Linked DNA regions of Macaca mulatta: region 1 is linked to region 2. Evidence: chromatin contacts called from public Hi-C data. All regions are on one chromosome and are shown on one strand. The core of a region is the stretch at or near the end of the contact, and the rest is flanking DNA. Distances in the headings are between cores, read along the strand shown. Region 1 holds the start of MRPS18B (mitochondrial ribosomal protein S18B). Region 2 holds the start of TUBB (tubulin beta class I).

The links. A called contact is a pair of places that touch in the nucleus more often than the background predicts.
Region 1: a contact with region 2 is called in a Hi-C map of fetal cortex germinal zone, with 2.9 times the contacts expected there. The contact joins the promoter of MRPS18B here to the promoter of TUBB in region 2. A contact is called at or near these places in 4 of 14 Hi-C or Micro-C datasets (blood, fetal cortex germinal zone, fetal cortical plate and 1 more).

What each region holds. Positions count from the first base shown.
Region 1 is chr4:152,429,789-152,435,759 of T2T-MMU8v2.0, forward strand. MRPS18B (mitochondrial ribosomal protein S18B) reads right to left here and starts at 2,413. Exons shown (of 7, transcript NM_001105165.1): 1 at 2,336-2,413; 2 at 683-791; 3 at 478-575; 4 at 294-362. The coding sequence starts at 2,413. It also overlaps a transcript of PPP1R10 not described here.
Region 2 is chr4:152,322,805-152,328,599 of T2T-MMU8v2.0, forward strand. TUBB (tubulin beta class I) reads right to left here and starts at 2,539. Exons shown (of 4, transcript NM_001032813.1): 1 at 2,409-2,539; 2 at 331-439; 3 at 1-61. The coding sequence starts at 2,465.

The sequences.
Region 1 (5,971 bases), core at 1,163-3,662, 110 kb after region 2:
GCCTTGGCAACAGAGTGAGACTCAGTCTCAAAAGAAATAGTCATTTCTCTTACCTGCCAGTTTAGACTGTAAATTTCATAGGCATAGGATAAAACTTGCAGTACAATCCATAGTAGAAGGTAAAAGACTGGAGAGAGAAATGTTTTTATAATGCCAGAAACAGTTACTACAAAATAAACTGTAGGGCCTCCAGGATATACGAAGTGTGGGGCACCTACAGTAATCTCTTTGGCACTGCAAAGGGGCTCCTAATCTTTATTTTTCTTACCATAAAAAGAAAAGACTCTCCTTACCCTAAAGTCAACATGCAACTTGTGATCTCGGCAGATGGGGCAGGGATTCCCAGCAACTTTATTCCCACGCTGTAGAGAGAAAAAACCAGCAGTTAAGGATGTTCAAACCCATCAGAAAAAGTGCTGCTGTTACTGTTACTTGTGGCCTCTACCCCTACTCCACATCCCACTCTCAGAAACTCACAATACATGTTTTCCGAGTCCGCTGTGGGGGTACACCACCCTTGTGGTTGCGGCGGTAGTCAGCCCAGACAGGGCGAGAACCATATCGCTCCTGGTATTCTGAAATGAAAGATCATACAAGTTATTCCTGGGTGGGAGTGTAGTGGGTGGCTCTATCCACTTATCTTAAATCCTATCTGACCCTCCCTTTCCCCATTTAGAGGTACCTTCTGATTCCAGATATTTCCAGGGTTCATCCTTATAAGGAGAAATGGGAACTGGGGACAAAGAATCTTCCTCAGAGGGAGGTTTGGTGCAAAGAGTCTGGAGGGGAACCTATAAAGGAGCAGAAAAAAATAAAATAATGAGTTCAAGGAAAGAACTCAATGGTTTGCTTATCACATTTTGGAAAGAGGGGGAATGCATACATATTGCATTAATGGAATATAACAGGAATACATATGTAAGTTAAGTATTTTTGTTGGGTTTAAACTGACATAAATCAACAACAACGCTCCTTTTCTACAACTGGATCCTGAAAGAAAAGCTAAGTTAGCGGATATATGCTGAAAAACAATCTTATTTCAGAAGACAATTAAAAAGTCTAGTACAAGGCCCAGCGCAGTGGCTCACGTCTGTAATCCCAGCACTTTGGGAGGCTGAGGCGGGCGGATCATGAGGTCAAGAGATCAAGATCATCCTGGCCAACATGGTGAAACCTCATCTCTACCAAAAATACAAAAAATTAGCTGGGCGTGGTGGCATGTGCCTGTAGTCCCAGCTACTCAGGAGGCTGAGGCAGGAGAATCGCTTGAACCTGGGAGGCAGAGATTGCAGTGAGCCAAGATCGCACCACTGCACTCCAGCCTGGCAACAGAGTGAGACTCCATCTAAAGAAAAAAGAAAAAAAAAATCTAGTACATAAAAGGTAGTCCTGCTTTTTGGAAATGAACTGATTCTGGTGGAAGAATAAAGAGGAAGGATATCTAGGTTCTCGGAACCAAGATGTGTGGTGGGGAGGGGATGCTGAAGACAGGTGAGTCTCCAAATCAATCCAATGAAGTCACTGAGTTGCCCATTTTCATAAAAGCTGAAGGTCAACAATCTACAGGGCAGAACAAACTTGAGTCCTAACGCTAGTTTTAAAGCTACCAAGGCTGTTATTAAGTCTGTGTTGACCTCTGTCACCACTCTTCAGTCCCACTTTAGGGAGTGGCAGCTGGGCAAGCCTTTCTATCTCACCGTGCCCCACCAAGAACCTCCAGAGAGGTGAGTACACAAGACTGGAGGGAAACCTCAATTCAAAGGACGGAGTTAAGCTCTCATAACTCTGATAAGAAACTGATTTAATAAAGAGAGCTGAGAAACTGTCCTCAGGTCGTAAGAATAGATCCTGACCTTACTGGGAAATAGCAAGGTGGGTAGAAATTAGGATCCCTAATTTCCCTAAGGACATTCCTGAGCAACACAGATTTAGACATGACCTGCACAGTTAAGAGCTGGTTGTGGCGCTCGCTTGGGGAGCACATATGTTACGCTAAAATTGCAACGATACAACATTAGCATAGCCCCTTATTTAAATAATTTTCAAAAAGCTGGTTATGCATAACTGAGGGTGGACGGGGGTCAATTCTATCACTTAATTATTTTACTGAGATGGCATTTTGGAAGAAGGATGACACCTAACCCTGGGGCTTAGTCCTCGGCTCGGGATTAGAAAACGCGCGGTGTATGGGAGGGGGTTGCTGGAAGTACTGCCTAGACAGCTAAGATATAAACACGTGGGAAGGTCTCCACTCGTGGATTCCTGACAGCGGAGCGACGACCTAGAGAAGGTATAACCAACTTGGGGTTGTGCAAAATGTCCTTCGAGAAGTTACCTGAACTCTGTGGGCACCTCGGAAGAGAGAAAGCATAGGAAGCCGCCTCAGCAGGGTGTTTAATACGGACGCCGCCATCTTGACGTACGCCCAGCACAGGAATGGAAGGAAAGGCAACTGCGCATGCTTCAGGAAACTGACTAGGGCAGGGCCAAGGACAAGCCCGCAGTGCGGAAGGCGGCCGCACGTTTGCGTCAGGACGGAAGCGTGAAAGGGAAGGCATGGGCGGAGAAGCTAATTTCAACTGCGTCACAATCGAATTAGACCTCAAAATTGCATTTTTTCTTGGCTAGTCACTACGACTCTTAGATCTCTTTGTTAGAGTTTGCCTTTTAAGCAATTTTGAAGGCGATTTTTATCGAGATCCTCTCAGTGCGCATGCTCCGGCACGTTTCTACCAACCCTGGGTGAGAAATGTTCTCCAGGGCGGAAGTGGCGGAAGCAGAGGAAAGGGAGGTGCTGGGCTCTCTGGTCACGCGCACGCAACAGGGAGGCAGAAAGGAGGCGGAAGAGAGTGCCGGGGAAGGGGCGGAGCAAAGGTGAAGTGAGACTAGCCAATCAGCTGGCGAATTGTCGTTTAGGTTGACCAATGAGTTCACGCCTCGCGTATAATGTCTCGCGACAAGGGCGTTTCACTAGCACGTTTGGGCGCGTTGGGCGGCGTCCGGGTATAAAAGACTCCACCCGAGCGGGCGGCCGCCATTCTGGGGTTCGTTTAGAGGTAAGTTTACCTACCTTGTTGTTTAGTGGGTAAAATTTTGCGGAGAGCGTTGGATCTGGGAAGCGGGGTAGGGATGGGTTCATTTGAGAGCCACGGCTTAAAGCGGCTGCGATCAGGATGGGACACAGAGGTTTGTTTGGGGACAGCAAAGATGGCATTTCTGGGTGTTTTGAAGCAACCCGTACTGATTACATCTTTCTCCCTTGTGTTCCTTTTATCCCAGGTTTGAATTTTCTCGGAGAAAGACAGGCCGACCACGAGGAAAACAGAAACAAGCCGCAGCAACATCTAAGCCCTTGAAAGGATCCTGAGAGAGGGGGGAAAGGGAAAACAGCAGCCACCAGCCCAACCACTTGTGTCTTCTGCCCCTTCCCACCTATCTTGCCCACCCCACCAGCCCACGCTGCTTGGGACTTGAAATCTGTGGCCGAAGGACCGTCACCACATAACTTGAAAAATAATCAACCACCCTCCCTTCCCAAACCACCCAAATTCACTCATCCAGCGTTTACTTTTTTGAATCCACTCAGAACTTTTTTCTGCGACCCCCCTCCCTAAATGGAGTTGGGTGGGGGGGGAAATGAATACTGAGTTGGCCTTTATTTTTTAAAAGACTTTTTGATCCAATGAGGCCCCCTAAATAATTGAGTTTTGGGTCCTGGTTGGTTGTTTTATTTTTTTTCCTCCAAAATTTTACCCCCTCCCCCCTGAGCCCGAGGTGCTGACGTCGCAAAAAAATTGGATAGTAAGTGTCGAATTTTCAAAAACCAGCCTTGCAACAAGAAGTCAACGTTTCCCGTTGTGAAACCAAAAATAATGAGAGGAAGAAATGAGACCATAGAACAAATAGAGAACTGGAGAAGGACCAATCTGGTCACTTAATCTCCATTAAAAAGGGCCTGTGGGTCTAAACAGTCTTGTTCTCTCTCCCCTACCACCTATCTCTTCCCTGCCCTGCTGCAGGCAAAGAGAGGGTGGAGGGAGGGCCAGCAAGTGAGGATTTTGATGGTTAACCCTTGGTAATCCAGCCAATTTCCAGACTGCCAAAGCCATACGTGTTTATATAAGGAGGAATGGTTACCTTCCTCTGGTTAGCAGCAGTCTTCGAAAGGGTTAATGAGCTCACATACAAGAGATGGTGGATCTTGTGGCCCAGAAGTACCACTTCTTTGTGTGTGAGACAAGCAGGGTGCCTTTCAATTTGCCAGATTAATAAGCAATCTGTACATAAAGATTGCAGGGTAAGGAGATGGGCAGAGAGAAATAATAGCTCGCTATAACTTTTTAAATGACTGTTAAATCCTCTCAATTTTAATGTAATTTGTTTGGGGTATATTTGTGTGGTTAAAATAGGTGGCAATCTAGGAATAAAGATTGCAAGACACTTAGGACAAAATATAATCTTAGTGCCAGTACATACAATAGTTGGGGAGGTAAAGAATGTCTTATAATTGTTGCAGATTGCATAGGTATTTAAAAGCAAAAGAGTGATTAACATTTTAACTTGATATTTTTTGGTGGGGGAGGTACAGTTAAATAGAGGGTGGAAAGGTTGGGTAATGTGGAATTTAGGAGTATAATTTTAAAAGCCATTTAGTGCAATTGAATGCTAGCTTTCTAAAAGATTTGTGTCGTTAAAAGGAATTTTTTTCTTCCCTGCTTCAATATGGCGACTTTCCTTGTCCTTTTGTCTTCCAAGCGGCGTTGCAGGTTGTGTCTTGACCCATTTTTTTTCCTGTCCTCCCACCTCAACCCTATTTGTTGAGAGGGGTCCAAGTCCTTCCTCCCCCTTTCCCTCTATAGGGAGGATGGGGGTGGTCGATGGTAGCCGGTTGAACCTCCGTTGCAAATTCAGTTCTTCCCTGCAGAAAATTGTTCTAATATTTTGATTGCTTTAATTTTCACTACGCTCTTACTGATCAAAATAGGTCAAAGATTATTCACGATGGGGAACTGGCTTTTGGCTTTTTTACTAAAAAGGTGTTTTTATAATGTAACTGAAGCTACCGGCAGAGCTGGGTGGCTTTTTAAAGTTCGAGTCCTCTTTCTCCATTACAAAATGGCGTCCCTCCGTCTTTGTTGTTTTTCTTCCCCTTTTGCCATCCTGAGCTTAGGGCCGCCCTAGAAACTTGGTCAAGGGGGAGGAGCAGCCTTGAAAGGTGATGTAATCAGCTTTCTTCCTCTTTTCTCCACCCTCTTGAAGCTCCACCCCTGAGCAGATGCCTTTGCACTCCCTGTGCTCGTGGCTGCTAGGGAGAAGACATTTTCCTAATTTTCATTATATAAAATACCTTAAAGGGATGAGAGCTTATAGGAATTAAGTATTAAGGCTGTCCATCTCCTTGGGTAGTTCTAGTTTTTATAGAACCAGTTTTTATTTTCACTTTCACTCATCACAACTGCTTGTAATTTTTCCCCACTTCAGCTGCCAGGGGTGAAAAAACAGGCAAACCCAAGACTGGGAAGCTTTGAGGATGTGTGTGAGCGTGTGTGTATGTATATATGTGTGTAGAGGGAGATGGGAAAGACACAAGGGCTTGCGAGAGTCCCTTCGAGATAAACGGGCCTGATGACACTGAAATGTGCCATTTCTGCTCAGGAACCAGTCTTTGGGCCTCCTGCATTTGGTCGCTTTGTGTAATGAGAATCGGGGGAAGGTGGATACTTCTAGGACTTTCTTCTAAATCGCCCTCATTCCCACCTCTCAGTTTGGGGATAAACTGTATTCAGTGCTGTATCACGTTCTGCACTTGCTTAGTTCCTGTACATTGGTACTAGGATAAGAAGTGAATCTTTAGGAAAGGAGGCGGCAGTTGTAAACTCAAGGCAGGGGGAATCAAGCTACGGTTTCTGGTAAGCAAAACCTTTCTGGTATTACATTTCACAACTTTCATTTTTTTTTTTCCCAAAGAGCC
Region 2 (5,795 bases), core at 1,289-3,788:
ACAGAGTCCATGGTCCCAGGTTCTAGATCCACCAGGATGGCACGAGGAACATATTTGCCACCTACAAAGAATAAAGTTAAGAGCTGTGAGATCTGGCAGAGGGAAAGGTTTATAGATACACTGGGAATGGAAGACAGCAGGGACCCAAGACTTGTTCCAGGTCCTGCCACCAGGTGGCAGCAGACGTCTTTGGCCCCGACGGTGGTTCACAAAAGGGAGAAAATGATAGATTCACCGAAAGGGGATAAGGCGTGCCAGGAATGGAAAGAGACCCCAGAGAAGTGGGAGACAGGGAAGGGGAACCTGAGCTGCCCGGGCTCTTGCCCTTACCTGTGGCTTCATTGTAGTACACGGAGATGCGGTCCAGCTGCAGGTCGCTGTCCCCGTGGTAGGTGCCGGTGGGGTCGATGCCATGTTCATCACTGATCACCTCCCAGAACTGCCGGGCAGGAGCAACGAGACCACAAGTCAAGTCCCAGTCAACTACGTCCCCAACTACCATTTTATTTCATCTTTTTCTTAACTTTTTTCTTTTTTTTTTTTGAGACGGAGTCTCGCTCTGTCGCCAGGCTGGAGTGCAATGGCGCTATCTCGGCTCACTGCAACCTCTGCTTCCCGGGTTCAAGCGATTCTCCTGCCTCAGCCTCCGGAGTAGCTGGGACTACAGGCGCGCGCCACCACGCCCAGCTAATTTTTTGTATTTTTAGTAGAGACGGGTTTCACCATGTTGACCAGGATGGTCTAGATCTCTTGATCCGCCCACCTCGGCCTCCTAAAGTGCTGGGATTACAGGCGTGAGCCACCGCGCCCAGCTTCTTTTAATTTTTAAGACAGGGTCTTCCTCTGTTGCCCAGCCTGCAGTGCAGTGGTGCAATCACGGATCACTACAGCCTGAAACTCCCAGGCTCAACCGATCCTCCCATCTCAGCCTCTCGAATAGCTGGGACCACAGACGCGCGCCACCACACCCAGTTAATTTTTTTTTTTTTTTTTTTGAAGAGATGTGGCCGGGGGGAGGGGTCTCGCTTTGTTGCCCAGGATGGTCTCAAACCCCTGAGCGGGAGCGATCCCAATTAGCCCGCCTCAGCCCCACATCTCCCATTTTAATCCCACACGCGCTCAGGCCGTTGTTCTAGGGCCTGGCATCCCGTGTGCCTGCCACACCCTTCCCCTAGACACTCGCTCCCCCGGGAAAGCCACAGCTTTCCCGGCTCGGGATTATGTGCAGCGGGTCCCAAGTGCTCGGTGGGCGGATGGAGGTCGACCATACTTGGATAAGCGCCGCTGTTCTTCCCCCGAGCTGGGCACCGCCCCACCGCGCGGCGCACAAAAGGCTCGGGGCACTAGAAGAGCTGCTGCCGCAGTCGACCACCCCCCACCCTCCACGTGACTGCGGCGCACGCGCAGGTCGAGCCGCCGACAAAGGACTTCGCACGTGGGCGGGGCCAGGGGCAAGAATTCCGCGCGAGGGGCGGGGCCCAGGGTAGCGCGCCCCTCCCGGCGGGCAACGCCGCATTGTCCCCGCGCGCCAGCGGCGCCCTGGCCCCGCCCCGCAGGGCCCCGCCCTTCTGCTACAACGTAGCACCCGCACTTCCTCCCGCCCCTCCCCCGCTACACTGTAACCGCGCGCAAAAAAAAAAAAAAAAAAAACCCTTGGCCTCGGAATTTTATTCCTTTGCTAGATTTCTCCCCCTTGATTTAAAGCATTCTTTCTCTCCCATTAAGTCCTGAAGGACTCGTTAAAGAAAACCACACACCCCCATTTTCTCGACATATCAGTTCACGCCCTAAAGAGGTCTCGCTTAGGTGCCATGAAAGCAAGAAAAATTAATCCCGTTCTTATTCTCCTTCCACCCCGGAACAACTACAGGACCGGCCCTCCGGGGTCGCGGGCGCGCTGGGGTCCCTGATCTTTTGTGAATGGTAGCGCCCAGCGCAGCCCACCCTGGCGCATCGCCCCCCGACCTTTGCACTGGAGCTCTCTGCAGCCGCCCGACAGCCTCACCCCTTCCCGCTCCCGTTTGGCCCTAAGAACCCCGCAGGGGGGGCTGGGCGGGATGCACATGGGCAAAACCTCGCCCCGCTTTGTCTCCGACTGTTTCCGCATCTCTCTCCCTGCCCGGTTCTTGGACCGTTAGAAGCCCTTTTAAGTAACATATGTCCTTGGTCTTCCCGCCCCCGAAACCCGAAGAGCCCTTTTACTAGTTTCTCCAAAATGTGCCTGCCAAGAAAAATGATTCCCAGTTTTCCAAAAGCAAATGCTAGTTATTATATATATAAATGTAACAAACTTGGGAGGGGCAAAGCTTGATTAAGAATGGAGAGTGCAAATGCCCCACAACCATTTTTTCATAACTTACCTGGATTTTTCCTTCTAAAAAGAAATAAAAGAGGTGTAAAATTCTTACCTTGGCACCGATCTGGTTGCCACACTGACCGGCCTGGATGTGCACGATTTCCCTCATGGTTAAAATTAATTTTTTTTGCTCGCCTCAAGGTATGTATGGGGCAAGAAAATAAGTAATTTTTTTTCTCTGCAGGTCGCAGGCTGGAAGGTTGGAACGCGCCCCAGACGCTGGAGCAGCGAGGTGCGAACGCGGCGGCAGGAAGGTTCTGAGAGGGAGAAAGGAGAGGGGAGGGCGCGGAGGGAAGGCAGGCTGGGCGGGGCGCGCGTGCGCCGGGGCTGGGAGGCGGGAGAATCGGCCCCGCGCGCGGTCGGGAGACAAAGCCTCATCGAGCCTGGCCCTGATTAGTCGATGCCGGTCATGTACCAGGCGTCCATTGGCCTCTGAGCCAGTGGACGAGCGCAGTCCTCTTTGGGAGTTGTAGTCCCCTATTGTTGTTCACGGTGCAAAATGAAGTGACGAATGGGTGGGTACCGGTTTGGTTTTTGTTGGGTTTTTGTTTTGTAAATGAAAAACGACCTTGCGCAAGATTCCTTTCCTCTGTGCCTGAGGTTTTTGTACAAAAAGTGAGCAGTTCTCGGGGATGCAGGGATTGAGAAGTCTGGGGTTCCAGAAGTTGGGTGGTGAGGTACGCCCTAAAAGCTCCCAGCTGCAGTACCTCTAGGGAAGACAGAATTGCTTAGCTCAGCGAAAAATGGGGAGGAGTGTGGCACCGTGCTCTGCTACCTCTGGCCTTTGGTGACCCAAGTCATGAACTTAAGTAAGCTTCTGCTCTCTCAAATACTTCAAGAAGGGAATCGCCCTCTTGCTATTTCCTTGGAAATTTTCGAGTCATTGTTTTGAAAGAGAAACAAAATTGCAGCAAGGGCTTTTCAGGATAGAGATGTTGTCTGGAGAGTATGTTCAAAGAATAAAATAGTTTAGAGAAACCGACATCGGGGATTTGTGAAACTAGAAGTCTCCATCCACGTAGGAGATCTGGGCCTTAGGGCAGACTTTGAAGACACCTTGATCTTCTTGTCAAACAGGGAACTATGGAATGAGATGCCTGATAGATTTTCAGTTTTTTCAGCCTACCTTTTTAGACATGTTAATGAAGTCAGTGGTTTTTCAATTCGCTTATTTCACTGACCAGGTGGCCGCCATTGCAACTCTGCAAGATACCCAGTATTGAAAAAGGAGAGAGGGGAAATTGATGGGGGAAAATTGGATGGGCTCAAGACAGAGTCCACCAGCTTCTTCCCAGAGATTTATTCACTTATTTGATAGTTACTATGTATCCACCAAATTAGGAACTATGGTTACAAAATGATTAATAATTAGTTCCCTGTCCTCCAGGATGTTGCAGTCTGGCCACTCAGAAATGTAGTATCAAGTCAACATCATTGTTCATTCACATTCGATTACACACAGATCTATATATCTATATATATATATCTATATCTATCTATATATATATATATATTGTATTTTTGGTACAGACAGGGTTTCGCCATGTTAGCCAGGATGGCCTCAATCCCCTGACCTCGTGATTCGCCCGTCTTAGCCTCCCAAAGAGCTGGAATTACAGGCGTGAGCCACCGCGGCGGGCAGATCAATGTATTTCTAAGTTGCCTTCTAAATAAGGGAACATCAACTTGTGTAAGCCCTCTCTTCCCACTTAAAATATAATGCTCTATGTTTTAGGGAAATGAAAACAGTCATTTTGTGGGAGTGGAAATAACTCAAAATACACAATCAGATAACTTGTTTCAATTTGTCTCTATATTAGCTGTAGGATCCTAGGAAAATCCTTTTACTTTGCAGGGCTTCAACTCCTTGTTTGTAAAATCTGCTTATTTGACTGTTGTGGACAGAATTGAGATAACCAACAGAAAGGACTTTATGAATTATGCAAGTGTTATAGTTACCATTTTCTTCATGTCTTATTGTGAGATAATAAAATGGGCCGGGTGCGGTGGCTCACGCCTGTAATCCCAGCACATTGGGAAGCCCAGGTGGGAGGATCACCTGAGGTTGGGAGTTCTAGACCAGCCTGACCAACATGGAGAAACCCCGACTCTACTAAAAATACAAAATTAGCCGGTCGTGGTAGCGCATGCCTGTAATATCAGCTACTAGGGAGGCTGAGACAGGAGAATTCCTTGAACCCAGAAGGTGGAGATTGCGGTGAGCTGAGATCGCGCCATTGCACTCCAGCCTGGACAACAAGAGCGAGACTCCGTCTCAAAAAAGAATAAATAAATGGCCGATCGCGGTGGCTTTCGCCTGTAATCCCACCACTTTGAGAGGCCCAGGCGGGCGGATCACCTGAGGTCAGGAGTTCGAGACCAGCCTGACCAAATGGAGAAACCCGGTCTCTACTAAAAATACAAATTAGCTGGGTGTGGTGGCGCATGCCTGTAACCCCAGTTACTTGGGAGGCTGAGGCAGGGAGAATCGCTTGAACCCGGGAGGCGGCGGTTGCTGTGAGTCGAGATCGCGGCACTGCACTCCAGCCTAGGCAACAAGAGCTAAACTCCATCTCAAAATAAATAAATTAATTAATTAAAAAATAAAAATAAATGATTTTATCATCCTTCCCTCGCCCCTCGAAAGGTGGGGACAGCCTTTAAGACAGAGTGCAAGCCAGTTTTCTCTGTTCGACTACAGATCTTTAGGATCTTGGATTTATGAAAATGACCTCAAAATGTCCGTCAGAGATGTATTCCCGGGAAGAAATAATATGACTTCTACTACAAACCAAATCAAAAGGAAATGAAATTCCACTGCAACAAGGAGTGAAATGCCACGCCTACGGGCTGACTCCAAACTGCAGCCCCCAGCCACGACTGCAACCCACTTTCATTTCTCGTGAGTCAGCGGACACCATGTCTGGGAGGACCGAGGAAAGGCGCTCTGGCCGTACCGGACACGTCGGACGTCTATGGCAGAGCCCCTCTATCCATCGCCGGCAGCTGGCGCCAGACTCTCTGGTCGCGGTTTGGAAATCTGCGCGGGAAGTGGGTGGTGGGCGGGCAAGCGGTAGTGGGTTGTCCCTTGGAGCTGCCCAATCGACGTGCATTATTCTGTTGGCACACCGCGGCCTTCAATTACCGTCTTATTAACTGATCTCAGCAGCCTGGTAGACACCTCCCATTTGAGCTGTAAGGGGGCGGGGAGGAGGGGGTGGGGATTTGGGTGTGCCTCTGCTCGACTGGCTGCAGCTGTGAAAGACAGCGGCAGCAGCCAATCAGCAAATCGGCTCTTTTCGGCACACGCACTCGCTCCACCCGGGTCGCGACCGTTACTGGTGGCGCGCGCGGGGACTCAAAGTAGGTGAGTTCTAGGGGCCTCGCCCACGGCTCCCCGGGAGCCATCTTGGTTCCCCCAGAAGGTGGGAGGGGCATG